Regions from separate parts of the Anas platyrhynchos genome. Here region 2 is linked to region 1. A link is a contact called in public Hi-C data. All regions are on one chromosome and are shown on one strand. Each heading gives the region's core, a stretch centred on a gene start, on an enhancer-like site or on the middle of the called end of the contact. The rest is flanking DNA. Distances are from core to core; before and after follow the strand shown.

The links. Hi-C and Micro-C count contacts between places; a contact is called where the count stands out from the background.
Region 2: a Hi-C map of liver shows a contact between it and region 1, with 4 times the contacts expected there. The contact joins two enhancer-like sites. A contact is called at or near these places in 5 of 8 Hi-C or Micro-C datasets (F1 follicle, liver, skeletal muscle and 1 more).

The regions. Positions count from the first base shown.
Region 1 is chr1:177,443,056-177,451,024 of IASCAAS_PekinDuck_T2T, forward strand. LCP1 (lymphocyte cytosolic protein 1) reads right to left here. Exons shown (of 16, transcript XM_038173425.2): 8 at 5,437-5,579; 9 at 4,127-4,222; 10 at 3,305-3,500; 11 at 1,952-2,030; 12 at 1,636-1,750; 13 at 653-786. Among named protein-coding and RNA genes, the nearest start is that of CPB2, 16 kb to the left of the region's middle. Within about 2 kb of position 3,411, at least 1 of the 8 cell types and tissues checked has an H3K27ac peak or open chromatin away from gene starts, as enhancers often do.
Region 2 is chr1:177,501,752-177,509,720 of IASCAAS_PekinDuck_T2T, forward strand. LRRC63 (leucine rich repeat containing 63) reads left to right here. Exons shown (of 10, transcript XM_072032546.1): 7 at 762-898; 8 at 1,671-1,754; 9 at 2,350-2,589; 10 at 3,335-5,983. The coding sequence ends at 3,494. Among named protein-coding and RNA genes, the nearest start is that of LRRC63, 21 kb to the left of the region's middle. Within about 2 kb of position 5,265, at least 1 of the 8 cell types and tissues checked has an H3K27ac peak or open chromatin away from gene starts, as enhancers often do.

The DNA.
Region 1 (7,969 bases), core at 2,161-4,660:
TTCCTAGAAGGTCCCATCCAGCAGATCTCAGTGTAAATGACTCGTTCACACACTGCTTTAAAAAATAATCACTGACTTTATGGGCAGAAGGAAATTGTTGTACCCTTCTAAGACTGACCTTCTGCATAAACACAGGCCTGGAATATTTTGCTTATATGACAGCATATATTCTGGAAAGACATACCAAATTGATGGCAAGTAATCACCACATCCATTGATTAATCACATGCCTGATAATCCACACAAAGAATTACATGAAAGTGGGAAGAGCTACCGAGCTGCATCCACTCTAGGTAGCAGATTACAGAATTTCTGCATCAATTCTTAATTTCCAGTATATCCTCCCCACTCCCTGATACAGAGATGTTTCATCTTGTTTTTCGCTCTTCTGTGCAGTGAACATTTATTCACACTATATGGATAGTGACAATAATAAACTTCTGCATGAGCTGAATGTAATGTTCTTGGCCATAAGATAATGTACTTCATGATCACATCCCTAACTTGGTTACTCTGTCTCTGCATATGTGTGCAAACAAGTGAGAGAAAAAGCTGTGGCCTGTAAAGCCTTCTCATCAATCGCATCAAGAAAACATTACCACGCCAACTGTGTGTACCAAAACACTCCTAAACTTGTCTTTCATCACCATACCTTCTCATCAACTGCCAGATTAAGGCCAGTGTGAGTGTACGGTTTCCTTCATTCAGATCTTGCCCAGCGATGCCAACGAGGGAGAATTTGGCTTGATTTTTTCCCAGTTCCACTGCATAGTTGCAGTTTTCAAGCTGTTAACGAGAAGATCAGTTAATATGGTTCAAAAGTACAGGAAAAAAAAAAAAAAGAAGTGGCTATCAAGACATCCACTGCTACTTTAAATTCTTTCAATCACTTAGCCCAGATCCTCCTGGGCAAACAGGTCTATCTTTTTTGATAGATAATACAGCTGTTCAACTACCAGCAGCCAGCACCATCCCAAAGATACTAAGATAAGAATCAGCCTAGAAGGAAATGTTATACTTCATCATCAGGGCTCATAAAACACATTACCCTGGAAAATATGAATCTACAGCTCAGAAGTACCTCCAGTAACATGGCATTGCACTGAGACAAAGGATCGGTGTCCCAGCCAATATTTCAGGCCAGTTAGTCACCCTGCCCAAACTGTACAGAGCTGCTCAACCAGAGAGCTGGGAGAAATCTGTGTATGTAGCAGCAACTCCACAATCAGTTCCTGAGGCACACGGTGAAGAATGCTGATTATCACTGTCCTCATTTCATGTGGAGGGCAATGGTCCAGACAGCAGCAATTAAGCTGGTGCCATATTACTCATGCTGAAGATGCATTACAGTTGGTGACTAAAACCTCAGCAAAAGTGGTCTGCAGATAGAGTTTTTAAATATTGATACAAAAGGTGTCAAGACTTTTTATGTCACACATACTGTTTACCTGTCAACAAAGTTAATGAGTCAGATACATTTATTTTCAGGGTGAAGAATTATTCACTGACAAGACAGAAAGAATCATTTGATGGGACTTGAGAGCAACACATGAGTGCCCACATTACTGCGTGAAATTATGTAGACGTCTTTTGAGGGTAAGGCATTGCTACTGGAGCTATTCCAGCTATTTGTACCTTCTTCATGTTGCCACCCAGTTTAGGATATGGTGGTTTGTTCACTCTGTTCCAGTCTACTGGCACTTTGATCTTTTCATAGAGCTGGAAGATAACCAAGGCATCTGACAGGTCACTGAAAACAACAAAAAAGGTAGATCATTGACCAAAGAACTGAAGAAAGGAATTCAACCATTAGTAGAGGTAAATTTATTTTTCTATTAAAAATAATATATATATATATATTCTTACAGCAACCAAAAGTTCTCATATGTTTTCTGTAAACAATTTGCTGGCTGCATGTATTGTCTGAAGGAAGTGTAATGCCTCCCCTTACCTGTATAAGTGATTTACACGTGGATTAACACCCAGGGAGTTCATCCAGTTCCTGAATGTCCTCTCTTCCCTTGTCTCACCTAAAACAACAGATATATCAATCAACAGGATGGCAGACCACAACACTCCAGTAAAATAAGTGTCTTGTGATGAAACCATAACTCAGAATTTACAGTGCACTGAACCATAAACAGAACGAGACGGTGGCTGACAAGAGAAATAAGAGAGCACAGTGCAGCACTTAATATTTCTTCATGCCCCAAATATTATAGTATTTAGGCAGACTGGCCTTGAAATACCTTCAAGAATTCAAGAATAGCCTGTGCCCTAGCATGAATAGTTTTGTTATGAAGCTTTTGAGAAACTTAAAAATAATTGAAAACACAGATTTATTCTGTGGGTCTCTTTGTAAGCACGATCTACACTGAATAAATGCTAGACTGAACAGAGCACTTCCATTCATTTTAGCTTTCAAGTACATGCTCAACTGGTTATTAAACTGGTCCCATTGACCCCAAGGACACCATGTATTTTCTTATTTGTCAGTACATGATTAAGTACTTTCCTGACTCACACTACAGAGCTCAGACCCTCAAAAGATTAACAGTCTTAACTGCCTTAACTGCCACTTGAACTGTTTCAGACTTTTTTTATATATGCTGTCATCAACAGCACAGCTATTTTACTAGAAATATCACATACAAAGAGTAGGCTGCCTTCTCCTAAAATATCAGAACAACTACTGCTCAATGACAACTAGACCCAGAAACAATCTAGATGTTTTCAATTCAGGTTTTTGTGAGTTATCTTTGTGTATGAAAAAAAATCTTCAAATGGTACCATAAAAGGAATTTTTTTTTCTGTTGCCTTGCTTCATGATGGCTCGACAGACCCTGTCTCAGAAAATTATAAGTATTAGAAATAGAAAGGTTTCATTGAGCAGCATCTTTAAGAAGGTGTAAAGCAAGAGAGACGAGAGAGGCATTTTCAAGTGGTCATTTGTCAGGAATCACCACCTGCTTCAGAGCTGAAGTCGTCCAAAAGACGAGGCCACTGGGAGATCCAGAGCACAGGTCAAACAGAAGGACCCGTAGCTCAGTGAATGGCCCACACAATGGTGGTCCTGACCCTAAACCAGACCAGGCAGGCATTGGGTCCATGTAAGATCAGATTCTTAAATTATGTTCTAAATTAAGAGAATGCCAGATCAACTGTGATTTCAACTAAGAAGCACACTCAATAGTCAGTGCAGGTTCAGACATCCCACAAACATTTTCATCTTTAACATATCATGTTAGCAGGGGATACTGTGGCACGAATGGCCAGAAACATCCTTTACTTGAATTTTTCTTACCTTCAATAGAGCTCCAGTCAATGTCCTGGTTCTCTGGCTTATGCAGGGCAGGGTATTTGTTAAACAAGTTGGCGATGAATGCCAAGTTTAGCTTTGGGTTTCCCCGGACGACATCTGTGGCCGTGACGAACTGCCGGCAACCCAGCCGCTCTGCCTGCTGCAGCATGCACTCTGCACGTTGGACGTCATCCTTCTCCTGTGCCAGACAAAAATCAGGATGAAACCACATCAGCATCAGCCCACAGCCTGGCACCATGCACACACCAACCCACTCTGGCTCCCTGTGTGTGGTGCTAGGTGTGGGGCTGCTAAAATAGGTCCTTGTTGAATTTATAACAATTTCCTCTCCCACCTTTAATAATATCAACTCAGTGTTTCAGATGGGCTTTATCTACAATCCAGCCATCTCACCATGTTCTTTTTTATTTGTATCTCACATAAAAGGGAATTAATTCCCAAATAATTGCATTTTAATATACTTGCTACATGTTAGTAGTTTATCAGTGTGGTTCAGTGGCTGTAGGATGGCACTCTGAGCAATTTGGCCTGGTAGAAACTATCCCTGCCCAGGGCAGGAGGGTTGGACTAAGATGGTCTTCAAGATTCCTCCCAACCCAAACTGTTCTGTGATTCTATAAATATCTAATGAAAGGCAAAACACTTTATTTAATTCTTCAGCTTTGAATTCTGAAACATAAGATCATGTTGCAACACTAAAAAGAGTTTGCTTTCTGTGGTACCCTCATGCAACTCTGTGCTGGCCAGCAACGCAAGTAACAGACAGAAAATACAGGCATTTACTCTAAACTTATCTCATCTTACCCTTAATCCTGACATGTCGATAGTAATAGCTGGAATGCCTTCTTCATCTCCCTTGGGGGCAACTTGGTTCAGCAAATGGTAATAAGCTCTTGAGTCCTGTGACAGACAGAGAAATTAAATGGAGAAAAATTACATCTAAAGCCCAGATTTTGCATTCCAGCACTCTCCTGAACAATGTGCATGCATGCTTCATTTTTATTACATCAATCATTGGGCTACATAATTAAATTACTAAAGTTGGAAGCACTTAACAATCCCCACTCTATGCTGTGTTTGCTGGATCTACCTCTTCCCTAAGCCAATACGTACATGCTACAGAAAGCTCAAAGCATGAGACAAAATGCTGCGTTGCAATTACAAGAAGGACAGCAACAACAAAGAGATGTTAGAATTGACTCAATATGAACACGATATTAGAGATTTAAAAAAAAAAGTATACCTTTATAATGTTGTAGAAGTCAGGCTGCTGAGCATTTAAGAAAAGAAAATGCAGAAGGAGAAAGCAGAGGTTTAAAGCAGATTTCAAAGAAATGCTGGAACACTTATAGAAGAGAACACAAATTTCAGGGACAAAAGTTGAAAACAACAACAGTATCAGCATTTTTTTTCAGGCAAAAGGGCAGGAACAAGACAAGGATTTAACATGTCGTGTCTTTAAATTTTTGTGAAAGTTATTTCCATGTGTGGAAAATATTAATATCACTTCAGAAATAATTCAAAAAAGAACTGAAAACAAAGCTGCATGTTAGTGTCTGGGGACTTGACTACCTAAACCAACAAATACTCTTCAAAAATATTAAGTAGATGAGCTGTTCTTTTTATTTATTTTTTGTTTGTATTCCTTCTTGTATGAGAAATACCATTTATCCTAGATAGGATTTAATCAGTTACATTACAGTCCTCTCAGCCAGCCTATGCAAAGATGGGAAAGACCCCACTCCACCCCTTTCCATGGATATCCTGCAGTAAACTCCACACAGCGAACCAAAAATCTGTTACAATAAAAATTGTAATGTTGAGTGTGACTTTCAGACTCTCCAGTTGTCTTCCCTGATGCTTTTTCTGTATGTCATTTAAGTCATAGTAAATGACTTCTTGTGCTGTACTGAAGGAAACACCAAATGGAGGAATTGGAAGAGCTCCATCCTCTTCCCCCGTACCTAGTTACATGTCTGGGTAAGGTTCAGCCAAATTAAAGACAGATCTAGAAGAATTTAGGGACATTCAGCAAGTACATGACCTTTGTTTGAGGGACATGGATTTGGGTGTGGAGCTGCTGTTCTGCTAACATTGGTAAGTATTCTTTATACCTTGATGTCTGAGCTGAAGTTGTTGACCTTGTTACATCCTGCATTCTCCAGGTGATAGTTCGCCCATCTCAGCAGCAGTTCCTCTGGAGACAATTTCATCAGATCCTCCAGGCTCTCTCCTTCTCTCAGAAGAGCAATCAAGGCTAAGCAGAGACAGAAGAAAAAATGAATAAATAAAGGCCACGTACTGCCATATTTGCTTTTTCACTGTATTCCTAAAAAAATGAAAAAAAATAAAAATTGCCAAATGGTTGGTCAAAGACTGGAGCAGGTTCCTCAGAGAGGCTGTGGAATTGCCATCCCTGGAGGCACTCAAAGCTCAACTGAGCCCAGCCCTGAGCAACCAACCTGATCTGAGGTGGCCATGCTTTGAACAGGGAGTGGACTAGATCACCTCCAGCAATCCTTTCCAACTAAATTATTCTGCAAGTCACGGATCCTGGTCTTGCAGACGCCAACAGGTAGTAGCAATACCCACCTGTACAAGAGAGGCTGAGGCAGAATAAGGCTACCATTAGATCTGATATTTTTGATACTGATGTTGTGAGTACTTGTAGAGGAGAATGTATAATTATTTTCTTTCTCACCTATTTTGCTACCTAGTTTCTAACTGAGCAACAAAAAGAATTGCCAAAATTCAAGGTAAAGTTGCATGACAGAGGATACAAACAACAAAAGGATCTCATCAATAAATAAATTAAAAAAGGGGACAAGGATGTTAGTCGTGGATCTAGGAGTCAGTCATGTATAAATGCAAGACAGTTTCAGTACGCTCTAAAAACTACCTGATTTCCTTGCCTCAGATTCTAATTAAAAGGTGATGATATGGAGCACAGGAGCAAGATGGGCATAAAAAAAAAAAAAAAAAAAAAGAACATGGATTTTCTGCAATTTAGGTGAAACAAGTCTGCAGGACCTTCACACGGAAACTGGATCCACACAGGAATCCTGAAGAACTTGCACATGACTGCACAGGCTCATTAGCAAGTGATGTCACATCTGTCAAACTGGAGAAGACATCCCATTTCTATAGGAAAATTAGTGTAATAGTTATGCTTATAAAAGGAGGAAGAAGCAGGAGGAAAAAACTGACCCTTGCAACTGCAGGATATTCAGCTGTTACTCTAGAGCATGAAGGGCTTTACAAAAAGTTTTGAAAAGAAACTAAAAATGTGGAAGTTCACTGTTAGCATTATGAAATGTGCCACTGGTTTAGAAAGGAACAGTATGTCATACCACCGTGAACAAAATGGGGATTTGCTACATAAAAAAACAGTGGAGATCTAATATATCTAGAGTTCCACAGATAATTTCATATAGGGTGCCACAGGATTAAACCAAACCAGAAGGGGATAATAGAAGCATTATAAAGTAGACACTGTTTTTTATGAAGAAAAGAATGTTAACACTGAGAGAAGTACAATGGAAGAAGGATTCTGGTGGAGTATATCATGGGTGGATTTTTGAATAAATGTTTTATTTAAAAAAAAAAAGAAAGAATTATTTCGGCACAAATACTAGCAATGTGCAAAAAAAATTATGATATTATGCACTAGGTGGCATAGTTAATACGAAGGACAGTCAGGAAATCAGACAGGAAGAACTAGATGGCAGTCAGTAACAGAAATTGACTGAAATTCAATAGTACCACGTCCAAAGACACTCACTGGGGAATTAATATGAATACCCCCTATTAGCCAAAAGCTTCTTATTACGAATAGAGGATGAGCACAACCTGACTGTATTAGATGTCCCCTGAGCTAATCTGAGCCACCATGTGATATGACCAGAGAAAAACAAACATTATATTAGTGCACCCCGGGTATTTCCCATAGAGGTTGGGATGTATGACTGCCGTGGTACTAGCTGCTGTACCAGGTCTGGCTGGGATGGAGTTAACTTTCCCTGCAGCAGCCCGTGCAGTGCTGTGCTCTGCACTCACCAAAGCGATATTCCATGCCTTCTCTCTCAGGTGGAAAAGGAGAAGGAGAGGGGAGCTCTCGTTATGAAGACATCCGTTCTCCCAAAAAAATGCTACACGTATTGAGGCCCTGCTTCCTGGGACATGGCTGAACATCGCTCGTTGATGGGAAGTAGAGAATATTTCTTTTTTCTTCTCTCTGTACTTCTGTGCTGCCTTTGCTTGATTTTTCCCTCTTTCCTTTCCCTTTAATTAAATTAACCTCATCTCAACCCGGGAATTTCACCCGGAACAGCTGTAGAGGAAGGCTATCAGGGAAAGAGAGAACCTGAAAAGAAATCGTAATGATGGTGGCTTGTCTACCCCTACAAACTGAAGTTTGAGATGAGAGGTAAAGAAGAAAATACCATTAGGGGAAAAGATCTACTGAGCAGGGTAAGGCTGCCAGCTTGACCACCATTGCTACGTAACAAAGGCATGGGAGCTGGGAATTCTGGAAACTGGTCTCTCTGGATATGAAAGGGTTAGAAGGTGCAAGGGGTGAAGCAGTGAAGGTAATAGCTGAAGGAGGTATGGTAACAGAAGGAGAGTGGTGCCACTACTGGCTGAGCA
Region 2 (7,969 bases), core at 4,015-6,514, 61 kb after region 1:
GATGTCTTCCTCAACAGCAGAGGTATCTTGAGCTGTGGAGCTAAAATGCTATTTTTCAAACTTTTTCCAAAATATGTTCCTCCCTACTCCCTGCCTTTCTGACTCACCATCTCTATGCAGCCAAGCATACAAGACCTTAAGAAATGAGATGAGTAACTTAAATAATGGTGCTTATAGTGGTTAACAATCTCTTTTGAAAACTTTCACTATCCTTTTTGTCATTCTTACCCATGATTTGAAAAACACTGCAGTAGCCCTTTCAAAACCAGGAATATTTATCAGGTTGTTTTTTAGGGTCTTCTCAAATGCAGACCAAACAAAATATTTTTCCTCTGCTTTCCATTCATATCTTTATTAGCAAAAAACATTTTTGAATCATACATTATAGAAATGAAGAATTTAATCTCTAAAAGGTAAAATGCAATGTCAGGAGCAAAAATAAGGCTTATAAAGAGAAATGCTGGACAGTCTTAGCCAGCAGCACTAGCAGCTCTGCCTGCAATTCTCAATCACAATGTTTTAAGTGATATGGAAAGTGATTGACAATGGTGTCTCATATTGTATCTGCAGGAATACTTTGAGTAGTTAGCTATATCTACATATGCAGTACTTGTATTAGCTAATCTTATAATATTTATTTCCTAGTTCTTCCAGCATAGTTTGCTGGTACTAGAAATGCAGAATACTTAGAACAGAACCGTGCCATGCTTTACAATAAACAGCTGTTGGTTTTATCAGTCCCTGTCCCCTTCCCTTCTCAGGTGTTTAATATTAAATCTTTACAAGTGCTTGTGCTCCGCAACAACCCCATCAGAAAAATCCCAAATGACATTCAACGACTGAAGTCACTCAAGAAATTTACAATTTCCTTCAATTTACTATCAGATCTTCCATCTGGGTAAGGTATTTTTTATTAATCGAGAGATTTGCCACATTTACAGGCACAAACAAGGATTTCTGTCTTGGCATTTTTATACATTATAATCATTCACTAATTTTGATTCTAGCCATTCCTTTAACCCAAACAAAAAGACTTTTTCATAGTACTAGGAGATGGAAATATCGAAGGAGCTAAAATACCTTGCCTTGTGAATCTTCACTACATCTATATATGTTAGTCTGCTGTAGCTCATTTTCAGTAAATAGACTAAAAATATTTTAAAGAAGAATGGCCTTGTGGCTTCCATCCTTGGCTCTACTGCCTGCCTTTGTGTAGCAATAAAAATAGGTAGCATTTTAAAATTTAGTCAATAAACTAAAATATAACTGTCTTGTTGAGATGCTGAAATACAGAGGCAAAATTCCATTTCTAGAGTATTTTGGATTGCTAAGACCCAGCTTTATCCCCCCGGCTTTAGATATTTAATTAAGGCACCCATCTCAGCATCCACACTGAGTGGAGAGAATACTTCTAGAGATCATTTCAGCTCACAGAAGAGCTGAACCCTATTTTTGGATGTGGAAAAGAAGCTAAGTCACCATACATGTTCATAGCAGGTAATAAAACAGAGACCTACACACTGTGCAATAATTAAGAATGATTTGAGCTCCAGGGTTGGACTAGATGAGCTTCAAAGGTACCATTCAGCCTAAATTATTATGATTCTGTGATATTATTTGTTTCTCTCATCTAGGTTTCTAATTCATCATTGTCTTTTCTTTTATTATAGTTTGTTTCTATTAGAAAATCTCCAGAATCTGGACATTGCCTATAATGGTATTAGAGTTATTCCTAATGACATCAAGAACTTAAGGTATGTAAGCAACATAAAATGAAACTAGTTCTCTACAGCATAATACCATAAATCATATTTGGATATTGATTTTATCAGTGAATACATGGGGAATATTCACTGTACCCTCTCTTCCCTTTCTTCTGTCCATGTGAAAGGCTCATTTCAGCTGAAACAGTAGATGGCAGTTGTATAATTGTGCCACTTGAAGATAGCTGTAAGTCAACCTTTCCCATGCAAAATATGATCATTCTTTCATTTGGACCGTATGTGTTTATGTAAACTTGATTTGCATGATGAAGAAAAAGAAAATGCATTTCTAAACCATGTGTGGTGGCTTTCAAGCAGTGTGAAGTGTTGGTTAGACAAGAATTAAAACCCAGCTCTATGGAACCCTTACAAGATAACTCAGTTATTGAAACTATAATTAGAAAAATATTGTATCTACAGTTGTGTCCAGTACACGAAGTGCACTGTGAGGAACACAGAGCATTTTATGCACATCTCAGTGCAGTAGTTCATCTAATGGGGATTAGGAAATTATATAAGCATGGTCAAGGTAGGATATAATGTGAACAGCCCATCAATAAATGCCTGGTGGTCCTTAAAATTGCAGGAAGCTCGAGTGTTTGAACACTGAAGGGAACCAGCTCTCTGCTTTGCCATCTGGGGTTTTGAATCTTCCACTAAAATACCTCAGAATAGAGAATAACTTCATACACCCCTTGTTATGGAATGAAAAGGTGCAGAACCAACCTCAGAAGCTCACTCATCTGGCTGCCCTTTGCTTCTCCAGAAATAACCTAAAGGAAAGATACACAGACATCACAGAAGATATTGAAAAAATATTGGATGAGTAAGTAACAGAAATATGCTCTTCTCACTTGATCCCCCCATAGGAGTATTGTGTGCAAGAAATATGCATAGTTGGCCCCTGATGAGTAATTCCACAAGTGTTAGGAGTGTGGAAGTTACTACTTTGTCCACTGTTTCACATGAAATTGATGCTGGTCAGTGGTATGCTCTTACATACTGTGGTGTATACAATAGTGCCCATGTATGTATGCTGAGTTCAGATGTTGTGTATATCTGTATGAAAATTAAATTACAGTTAAAATTTATTGGACACTGCATGCAAATTCTTCTATTTAATATTCCTGTTTTTTTACATGGCCACCCATTCTCCAGACAAAATGTGTGTTGCATCTTCATGTTCTGGCTGCACATGGGGGTGTTTCCCTTCCCTTCCCTTCCCTTCCCTTCCCTTCCCTTCCCTTCCCTTCCCTTCCCTTCCCTTCCCTTCCCTTCCCTTCCCTTCCCTTCCCTTCCCTTCCCTTCCCTTCCCTTCCCTTCCCTTCCCTTCCCTTCCCTTCCCTTCCCTTCCCTTCCCTTCCCTTCCCTTCCCTTCCCTTCCCTTCCCTTCCCTTCCCTTCCCTTCCCTTCCCTTCCCTTCCCGTGAATCCAGCGATGAGCCACAGATGTTCTGAGGCCAGATAATTTTTCATTTGTGCTTGTGAGTGCGGAAGTTGAACTGCTGTCCGTGTGAATATGGTCTTAGAAGGATGATGCAAAGTTTTTGACCCAGTTTCTTCCCATTGCAGTTTTACTGTCTGTGACTGCTGCAGTGGACCTCGCTATGGTGAAGGACTTCGGCTCATCCAAATTTACAGGAATGTATTTAAATTCGGAAGGCTTCCCTTTTACTTTTATGCTTGCTCATCATCGTGCCTGAGAAACTTTGTGTCTCAGACCGGGGCTTGACAACGGTACTTTGCGAAAAGCGATCTGGATTACAGCAGAGAAACTATGAATGGGACAAAATAGTTCAGAAATGTCTGATCTCATGTTGTGTTATTCTGTTGGACAGCCTGGCACTCTGCTGGAGTGCTGGATCACTTGCTGTGTACCATCAGCATGTCTTTCTTAAAGTGCTTTCAGCTCTGAGTGGTCTGTTTCAATTCATCTCCATACTCATTGATACGAAATGAAAGGCAGACTCGGCCCTATGCAAAATCAATGAAGGTTTATGCTGACCTTATGTTCCTCCAGTGATACCTAACAAGGTAGAGATTCTCCCCTGCTGCTACCAGTAAGCCATTTTACATCACTGTACTTGTCATTGCTTTGAAAATGAATAATTTTGTTCCTGAACTACAAAATAGTTTTAGTTAAATGACAAAAATCCCTTATGAAGGCCACTAGGACCCGGAGGCAGCCCAAGGGGAAGGAGAAGGAAAAGATAGGGGAGAATGGAAAACTGATGACACAGGCCTTGTTTGTGCACAAGTACTCCCACGGACAGGCCACCGCCTCTGCTCCCGTGGTTAGATTACAGAACTTATCCCAAAATAATGGTCAGATAAAAGGTATCTGTAAGGTCAATGGCAGGGCCCAATACATGGACCTCCTGCTGCTCTGTCTTCAGCATTGGGTGGACTCGGTGTTGTCTTTGTGTGGCTCCTGCAGAATGATGATCTGTATGAGTAGGTAGGTGCAGTTGGGTGCCTTGGCAAGCTGCAAGGAGAATTTAGGCACCTGTGGACAAAGGACAAACCAACGATGGAGGTAGGCTTCACTCCATCAGGTCAAAGCACCTGGAATCTGCTTTTTTGGAGCTGAAGGATGAAAGCAATGAAAGCACCGCTGTGATTCCTTCTCCACTTGCTCAACTAATTGCACTGAAAACCCCAAAGCACTTTGTCTGTGCTAGGATTGTTGCTGGAGGCAGTTCATTTGGTTGAATATCCTTTCAGTGCCCAGCCCTGGGCTGCCAGGAATGGGGTCAGGCAGCAGCCTGCTCTGGGAAAGAAGTTAGAGAAATGTAAATGCAAAAGCAGAAATGGATGTTCCAGAAAGAGAACCGAAAGAGGGAATTCAGAGGTTTTTAAGAGAACCCATGGGCATTATGGTGAAGAGAGATCTGAAGGACTTTATGCAAATGATAATAAAGATTATTCAAACACGAAAAACAGGGAAATGCCACTTGCATGAAGACTGCCATTTGCTAAGTTTTAGGTCTTTGCATGCAGAGTAGGAAATAGATTTAGGCCCCCCAGCAGCTGCAGTGCCTACCACAGAGCAGGTGACCTGAGCAACCACCCCCTGATTTTGAGAGGAACGGGAAGAAAACTCCATGGTAGAGAAACAAGGAAGATTTTTATCTTTCTTTAAACTTGTCTGGGACCAATGTAGTCCAGAGGATTTGTGCGTGCTGAAGAGCGGATTATTCAAAACAATTTCAAAGCATCACAAATCCAGGATTTAGGAAGATCCACGGTAAACTTTCCAGCAGCTTTTTGCTTTCTCTTGCCTAAGACTTCAGGGAATGTGGGAATAGAGGTAGGCGAGTCTGGGGGTGTGGGAGTAAGGAGCAATGCCACATGCTGAGGTTAGCACGCTGGGTTTTCCCCTGGTTTGGGCAGGTCTGGCAATTTTTGTAGCTATCGCCACACAGGCGTGTTTGCACAGACTGATGTCCATTAGGGCTGCACAAACCTGAGCTGGCTTATGTAGAACCAGCCCCCTCTAGTGGTGTTTTCTGTGAAGTTTTAATGTTTTGGGAAACTTGCTTTGCTTTTTACACATCAGGCATAGTGTGAAGGGTTTGTGACACGACTGTGAGTTAAACTGCCTGACTCACTTGCAGGCTGGCTTGCCCAACAGAACAAGGCTCAGGGAGCCAGCTACCTCCTGAAGTTTCCATCCAAGTGTGAAATGAAAATTGTGATCAAACCAAGCAAAGCTGCTGCTTGGCAGATGAATACACAGCTTTCAATTCAACTCAAACTCTTATCCCCTATGTGAAAGCCTTCAAGCCTTATTTATCTTTTGATAAAACGTGTGGCTACGTTTTGTACCTGTGAAATACAGCGAGGTTTCTGGGCCAAGACTCAGGGCTGTATTGCCCATCAGGAGCAGGCACTGTGGTCATCTGGTCCCTTCTGGAACAAGTCCTCCTCCCAGGAAGCCACCACAGCACCACAGCTGTGCGTTAGGCAAGCACAGCAAAGAAGTGCATGTGCCAGGGAGTGGAGTTCACAACAGGAAAATCTGCAACGCTCTGTGCTTAACTGCTCCGTCCTGTTGCCCCATCACATTTACAAAATTCTCAACAGACGTGCTCCTGTTGTTGCTTTCCATTCCTTTCTGCTCCTCATTTCCTCCTCTGACTGATCTCACAGGTACAGATCCCTGCTGTCCTCGGTCTGTCCTGTGCCCAGCTTCTGGCCCCTGACCCTTTTTCTCATAGATGTGTAAAAAACACTCCTCTTCATTCCTTTATTACCCCTCATCTTGGCTCAGGGCAAAGTCTTTGGGTGATGCAGAGTGCAAAATGTAAGTGACGAGTTATTTTTCAGCATCTGGTTGCCTGTGGCTGAGAAACCCAGGGCTGGGCATGGCAACATACAATCTTGTACAGGCCCTGAACACCAGACTGGCCTCCTGGGGTTTGTATGAGCAGTTGACAAACAGCACACAGCTAGAAACTGAAGCTTATGCACAGATTTCACAATTTCCTGCAGCCCTGGTGTACAAACCGCCACATGGTGGGACATCTGCCACGTGAGGCTGTCGCTTGAGGAGCACCCTGGCACCATCACCAGCCATTCCCAGCAGGGCCCTGGGTCTCCGTTCTCACTCCTCTCACTCCGTGCAAATGCAGCCATTAACCCCTCATTCCCTCCTTAACAGGGAGGGAACAAAGCACCCAACCTTTTGCAAAAAGCAGGAAATCCCTGGATCCTTTCTTATTTCACAGAGACTGATTCGGCGTCAGCAACTTTTCTCTTGTTCCTCCTTCCCCAAACCCAAGCAGAACTCACGAGTGAAGTCCCGAATCGACACAAGTTTGGTGTTTATTGGAGGGTTTTGTACAATATCTGTGGTCAGTCAGAAGTTAAGTGGCAAACAGTGAATATTGCTGGGAAAACATAAAGGGAAACTCATCGCTCTCCTCTGGTGAGCACTTAGCACACTGCTGGGATGAGACCTTCATGGAGATGTGCCCTGGACCCAGCACCAGAGGCTCAGAGGCCAGAGCCAGCAGATGTGCTGGTCGTGGATCTCCCCATCTCTTGGAAGGAGCAACTGGGAGGTGACTGGGGCTGCAGGAGCCACTGGGAGAGGGCACAGCCATCTCCATACAGCACCTGCTGGAGCAGCAGTTCTGCACATTTGCTTTGTGAAATGGGAAGTGCACGCATTAGCCAGCCAGAAAACAGTTTTGAAATAGGAACTTTTGAAGTAGGATGGGCTGGTAGTTATTTCTGCTTTCCCATCAGCCTGCCAAATACCGAGATCCTGGGGATTGGGGTCAGGGGGTCTGGCCTGGCCTCCCTAACACTGGTACAGAACTTGTGCCTGGCCACTGGGGCTGACTGAAGGAGCCCAAACGCAGTGCTAGGCAACATGGAGAGAGCTAGGTGACTTTAAAGGCATTTAGAGGGGAGTTTGGGGCACTCGGATCCCCCACATTGGGCATATTCTGTGAGAGGTGGCTGACAAGTGGAGCTGTTAACGTTTTGACTAAAACTGATGAAACGTGAAAGAAACAAAATTCTCTTCACTATAAGGAATAGAGAGGGCTTCTTCACCCTTCCCTGTGCATTTCATCCTTCCTGAGAACATTTCCCTCTATCACTGTTGTGTCTCCAGAAGTTAAGGAAGACAGATGCACCTGTGCTCAGGATGCTGGCCAGACCCACGGTACGCTTCCAGCTGTACCAGCAGCTTCCTCCAGGCTGCTGCAACCCCACTCTGCTTCCCTTTGCTCTCTGCAAAATGATACTAACACGTTTCTCAAAGCGCTCATCTCTTCAGGTTTTCCCATTTCGGTGTCTTCTCCATCTTTTGTTACGCTTCCAAGCCACCACGGGGCTGTGCTTCAGCCACAGACCCCCACACTTTTTGTAGGATGAGGTAGAACCACGTGGATTTCATTCCCAGCTGAAATGGGAATGAACTGTCAGCACTGTGCTAGGTAGCGTATCCTGCCAAGGAGCTTTTCCACAAGGGGAACACTGCTATTGAAACCAGATGTTACTGGGGGCTCAGTTAGATTAGGAAATCCTCCCTTATAGGAGAAGAGCGGATATATCCTCTGTGCTGTCTGAGCACAAAAATACTACTCACATTCTTTTGACTCATCCATGAAAAGTGTCGGAGGCCTGAAAACACGTCCTGTGCCAGTAAAACCATTCCTGGCTTGATTTAGTTTCACTTTCTGAGAAACTGGG